2 separate regions of the Mus musculus genome follow, and region 1 is linked to region 2. Evidence: chromatin contacts called from public Micro-C data. All regions are on one chromosome and are shown on one strand. The core of a region is the stretch at or near the end of the contact, and the rest is flanking DNA. Distances in the headings are between cores, read along the strand shown. Region 1 has its middle 25 kb from the start of Gm26420. Region 2 overlaps Rxfp1 (relaxin/insulin-like family peptide receptor 1).

The links. Hi-C and Micro-C count contacts between places; a contact is called where the count stands out from the background.
Region 1: a contact with region 2 is called in a Micro-C map of the HL-1 cell line, with 11 times the contacts expected there. The contact joins two enhancer-like sites. A contact is called at or near these places in 4 of 39 promoter capture datasets (embryonic stem cells, hippocampal neurons and liver), 12 of 15 datasets of contacts at CTCF or cohesin (CD8 T cells, the NIH/3T3 cell line, embryonic stem cells and 5 more), 338 of 484 Hi-C or Micro-C datasets (2-cell-like embryonic stem cells, 3T3-L1-derived adipocytes, the 4T1 cell line and 164 more), 49 of 115 datasets of contacts at active chromatin or transcription factors (the NIH/3T3 cell line, PVALB interneurons, Th17 cells and 32 more) and 6 of 9 other capture datasets (adipose tissue, embryonic stem cells, embryonic tail and 3 more).

Annotation. Positions count from the first base shown.
Region 1 is chr3:79,808,287-79,811,191 of GRCm38.p6, reverse strand. No RefSeq gene overlaps it. Among named protein-coding and RNA genes, the nearest start is that of Gm26420, 25 kb to the left of the region's middle. Within about 2 kb of position 1,596, at least 50 of the 459 cell types and tissues checked have an H3K27ac peak or open chromatin away from gene starts, as enhancers often do. A contact at or near this core is called in the BV-2 cell line, the HL-1 cell line and Th17 cells, where this site is marked.
Region 2 is chr3:79,677,345-79,680,441 of GRCm38.p6, reverse strand. It overlaps Rxfp1 (relaxin/insulin-like family peptide receptor 1), which reads left to right. Exons shown (of 18, transcript NM_212452.2): 5 at 1,695-1,766. Among named protein-coding and RNA genes, the nearest start is that of 4930579G24Rik, 50 kb to the right of the region's middle. Within about 2 kb of position 1,686, at least 9 of the 459 cell types and tissues checked have an H3K27ac peak or open chromatin away from gene starts, as enhancers often do. A contact at or near this core is called in the BV-2 cell line, the HL-1 cell line and Th17 cells, where this site is marked.

The DNA.
Region 1 (2,905 bases), core at 347-2,846, 130 kb before region 2:
TGGAGCAGGAGAGACCAGGACTTCTCTTGAGTATAGACAATGAAGTTCAGTCTTTGGGTTGAAAATAAGCAAAGAGGAAAACAGCTCTGGGTGTCCTAGCAGCGTAAGTCCGTCGCGTGCAAGGTTACTGTGAACATTCTCAGAACTCTAAAGTGACCGAGGGGCGGGTGTGAACAGTCAGCCCACTTACACTCCTGCTACATCTCCAGCACATCTCATTTAAATCTAGCGCATGGGCAGTTACAGCTCTCTGTAAGAACCCTTGGACAAGGCAGAACACTGGGAAGATCTCCTTTTCCAGATGGGTGCTTGTTTTCCTGAGTCTGTTTCTGTGCTCCTTCCAACCTTCGAGTTCCACCCAGACCGTGCCTGCCATGCTTTCAAATACTGCAGACTCAGGAATGCATTTGAAATCCGCCTTTTCATCAGCACTGTATCTATCACAGATAAGGGAACTCCCCTATCGCCAGCACCACAGGCTTCGGTCTTCAAGCCCTTCTTAACCCTCCCTAAGTACATGAGCATCCTGATTTTACCAGACAGAATTTCTATGTACCTTGTAGTTTCCCCTCACTGATGTAAATAGTCATTAAGTCATTATGAAGTCAAAAGAGCTTACAATTTCTTGGCATCTGTTAACTCACACACGATGATACAGTGTATGAAAGCTGTTCTAATGGGAGATCTTTAAGTCCTCTCTAGTCATCACAGAGCAATAGTAGGCCAGCAAGTTGACTCAAGAGAGTAAATTAGATGCTTGCTGCCAAACCTGACAGCCTGAGTTGGACCCTGCGACTCGCACAGAAGAGGGATTGGACTAGAGAAAGCATACAACGATTCGTGCACTGTTAAGAATGGTACATACATTCATGTCCATAAATAATGGGAAAGATAAACAAATTGCAATATGCTTGCCAACTATGATGGAATAACAAAAACAAGAAATAAGCCACCAACACAGGCATGGAAGTGTTTTATCTTGAAAACTATTAGACAAGATGGGAGGAAAAAGAAAGAACCTCTCATGCTTATCAGACTGCGCATCGTTCTCTCATGTAAACTACAAGGAGTCAACTGGGGAGCTAAATTGATGGCTTAGCACTGGCTGATCCTCCAAAGGTCCTGAGTTAAACTCCCAGCACACACACAGATGCTAACAACGGTCTATAACTGTAGTCTCATGGGATTTGGTGCCTTTTTCTGGTGTACAGACATACATACAGGAAAAACACGCTCATATACATAAATAAGGCAAGGACTCGATAAATGGCTCAGGGGTTAAGAGCACTGACTGCTTTTCCAGAGGTCACAAGCTCAATTCGCAGCAACCACGTGGGGGCTCACAACCGTCTGTAATGGGATCTGATGCCCTCTTCTGGTGTGTCTGAAGATAGCGACAGTGGACTCACATGCATAAAATAAATCTTTTTTTAAATAAATAAATAAATAAATCTTTTTTTAAGTCAGATTTTCTACTTGATTCTCTTATTTGCTGCTCACTAAATTCCATGTGTGTTATTCTCCTGAGGATCAAATAGGCATCTGCTGACAAGATGTCCTAGCCCTCAAGAGGACAGCTTGGGTCTCAGCCTAATAGAATTATCCATGTCTTCCTTGGAGTCACTGCCAAAGATGAAAAAGCTTATAAAACTAGAGCTCCTCTAAGATGAGACTTTCAACTTTAATGACTGGAAAATTCAATCAAATGCTTAAAGTCAGTTATTCTCATAACATCAGGAACCTGATTGCACAACTTTAATCTTTGAGGACTAGTAATCATTCATATGGAAAAATGCAGTTTCACACTTGGCCACCAGAGGGGAGTGTGTGCCTGCTTGATAATTTGGGATCAGCTCAGAAACCGCACACATCCTCTGCCAGCCCCATCTCTCTCCTGAAACTATCCTCACCATCTCTCTCCTGCAACTATCCTCGTTCACATATATGACCCGTGGATGACTGTACCAAGAGCGTTCATGTGTGAAATCACTACTGTTTCATTTATGTCCCAGCTGTGCCTCTAACTCTCCATCTGTCTCTCAATGGTGTTTTTCATTGTCCTTTTATTGGTGTTTGGACTTCATCATGTAGTTTCCTATAAGGTGGAAACATCACAAATAAACTTGTGTTAGAAGTATGGAAGCGCAGAGTGTGTCCTTGTCGAATGCCACCAACAGCTGGGGCACAGCTACGCCACACCGTTCCCTGATCACATGGCAGTGACTCTCCACTGACTCATCAGGCTGCACAGCCTCGGTTCTCTCAGAGATGCACTAGTAATTCTTTAGCCTAATTAGACATTTCAGGTCACAGAGACCTGGAACTATTTGCCCTGTTATTTTTGAAGGCCTTTTTCCAATCAGAGCCTGAAATGTTTCCCCAGTGGGCTCATTAAGTCAAGCACTTGCTGTAACTACACGACCAGTGAATGTGGAATCTTACAGACTTAACTCTCCCTGGCAGACTGGTCTGAGAAGGTATGTCACCGTCCCTCTCTCCTGGGTATGGAATTATACTGGGCAAAGGTGATGTGCGGCCATGAGACTGTGTTTGTTTCGGTTCTGAAACACCTAGTGGAAAATCACAACACAAGACAGAAAGTTGGAGATGGCTGAAATCTCATCACAAGGCAAGATGCTTTGCAGAACTGCCTCCTTTACAGGCTTAGAGACATGCCCTGCCTTGCATTGGGGCACTTTATTCTTCCACACTCCCAAAGCTTAAAAGTAATATTCCCTGTGTAGCGAGCGTCTTGGCAATATATCTGTTCACCTCAACATAAGAGAGGGACATATTTCTTAACTCTGAGGTGAGGGAACATCAAATCAGTCTCACTGGATTCCAGCAGTTGTGTGTGCATCCTGTGGGGAGGTGGGAAACACAGGGAAGTTTCATATTGGATGCT
Region 2 (3,097 bases), core at 437-2,936:
ACTTGAAGTATTGACTCAGTAATATTGTACTTGCTTAATATACACAGGGCCTTGGATTCATATCAGGACTGTACACACACACACACACACACACACACACACACACACACACACGTACACTGCAAGTCTGACTCTATACATAGCGATAAATACAGTTATACAGCATTGTCTTTTACTTTTGACTAAACCACTTGATTCCAGCTGTCCATATAGACTCTTCTTGCAGATCCCTGGCTCTACTTCACACCTTGTTCCAGTCTGTTTGTTCTGTCCCAGAGGGGGTGAAAAGCTCTAGGCTTTAGTGTAAATGCATTACAAGACTAAATATCACACGTTTCCCTAGTAAGTTCGTTCTTCCAGATTTGAAGCTGCAACTCTTCTAGGGAAATGTCAGAAATGGCCTAAGTCACATGTAAGTAAAATATCAAAGAAGCTAATCACCCAATGAGTGTTTATTGAAGTCAAGGCTTTTTGAAAATGTTTCACATAAATTCTAAAGAGTGAGGTGAGCAAACACAGATAGCTATAAATATTTAAACCTTGTCCCAGCTCAATAAATGTTAACTTTGTTTGAGAGTTGACTTTTAGATCCCTGAACATAGCCAGTAAAAAGGAGAGCCCTGGCTTGTGCTTCCTCCGTACAACATGCGCACACTGTATACAATGCTTGGTGAAGAACCAAACAGGGCGTCTAAATTCAAGATATAAAGATATTTGACATGATGAAAGTATGCGGGGTTTTCCTGGTCAATGAAAGTAATATCCATCCCTCTTCGCTTGTATCATTTAGAAAGAATTTGTTTAGAATCCCTAGGCATGTGCTAATAAGGATCCAGCTTTACAAGAGAGGTTTCTCGAAAGTTCCTAAATGAACCTCCCTTCCTGCATTCAAACCATTCCACTCAAGAGTGCTTGGGGGTTCTCATAGAATCTCACTTGTACCCCTTTTTAGGGATATTAAGTGCGCTTCCTCACAGTCTTTGAAGTCCTAATCTCGCATGAAAAGGGGAAAATGTATCAGCTCCATACTCTCCTAGATACCCCCCAAAATTCCCAACACACTGAAATAATCACTTTGAAACAAACATGTAAACGAACAAACGCAATAGACAACAAATTGCCTCCTTAGCCCTAGGGAATAGGGATAAGATTCTCTGAGAGAATCCTCTAATTTATAGATAAATTAGATATCAGTCATCCACAGAGAGGGCAGAGATGCTCTTTACAAAAGAACATGGTGGGAGTTTAACAGGCGTTTATTGAGAGAATGGATAAATGAAGGAAGGAAGGAACAGAAGGGTGGATAAATAAACACTCTTTTAAGAGCACACCAAACTTTCACCTGGGTCATTAAACCAAATTCAAATAGTTAACAATTTCTCTTTCCACAATATAAACACAGAAAGTCTCTAAGGCTGCCTTTGGTTCGGAAGCTAAGTCAGAACGCTGGTAGGAAGTCTCAGTAAGCTAGGAGTAAGAAGAGAGATGGTTTAGTGGTGGCTCAGACTCCCAGACTGACTTGGAGAAAGTGTGACTAGTCAGGCTTTCTGAGTCATTCATTCAAAACACATCATTAAACCAGGCTATAGTGCATCCGGTTCAGAATCCAGCCCAGGATCGTCACTGTCATAATGAGAAGTAAGATATGAAAGTGAAGAGCCACTCAGCAAGACTGAACTGTGTGTGTGTTTCAGGTCCCTGCAGAGGAACTTCATAAGAACACTCCCTCCCAACGGCTTCAGGAAGTACCATGAGCTGCAGAAGCTGTAAGGAAAACTTTAACTCTGGGCTTACTGTCAACCTTCAGTCTTGTGTACCTGTTTACTTCTGTAACAGCATCATATTACATATTAAGTCTGACAATTCCCACCTCGAGAAAGTATTTATCCCTTAGCTGAAGACTTGCAAGTAAAACTTCTGAGTGTCTCTTAGGAGACATTCTAGAAAAACCTCCCTAAGTAAATGGGAGCATGCGTGCTGTGGGTCCTCCGCCATGCTTCACAGAACGGAAATATGTATTTCTGCTTTCCCCTCTCATGGGTCAGCTCAATGCTCATCTCAGAGAAAAGTGTGTCAAACTTAGGGCAACCATGATGGCTCAGTGTATATTAATCATATCAGTCTGTTAAGGCCTAGGTAAAATGTTAAGGCCTAGGTAACTGTTACCTTGCTACCCTGCCATTATAAGGAAACTTTCTCATACATTTCTGCTGTTGCTAGGAAACTTTCTAATGATAAATTGATTACATATTCTCTTATGTTTTGTGCCCTTAGAAACCAATCATGATAGAAGTCAATAAAACTGTATATATATATATATATATATATATATATATATATATATCCACCCAAACCAACCACCCAATAGCACTTGCTGAATATATGTATAAACTTTTATGGTATAGCCTTCCTTTGGGATGGACCCAAACATAAGACAGACACCTTCACCAATATAAGAAATTATTTCCATTTTGTGTAGTGGTCAAGTAGAGTTTAAGTTCCCAAGACCTCCCCAAGAACTGACATCCTACTTGGCAGAAAGAGACATGTACGTGGGTAACTGACATCCTGGTTGGCAAGTTAAGACGTGGATGTTAGATATGGCAAGTCCCCTGCCACAGCTGAATACCCCAACAGTGGGAACAGGATAAGGGTACAACAACAGACATGTTCCTAAGGAAATCCCCCTACCTATAAACCCAGATTGGCAGAATAACTCGGCACAGATATTTGTAGATCTCAGGCTTTAAAAGCCCTGTAGGATCTTAACTCGGGGTCACAGTTCAGTTCTCAAATCTAGACCATGACCCTGGTCAACCAGTCCTAGGGTGGATGCTCAATAAAGTATCCCTGTCTGACTGAGATTAGTATTCCTGTGGTTTGTGAGGTGATTCGTGAACCCCAACAGGTCAGGGTTCTCTAGAGTAACAGAATATGTGTGTGTGTGTGTGTGTGTGTGTGTGTGTGTGTGTGTGTGTGTGTGTGTGTATGATTTAGTAGAATAAAACTACCCAGCACAGGCACCAAACCTGATGATCTGAGAACAACCCCCGGAAGGAGAGAGATGACTCCCAAAGGTTGTCTTCTGACTTCTGTG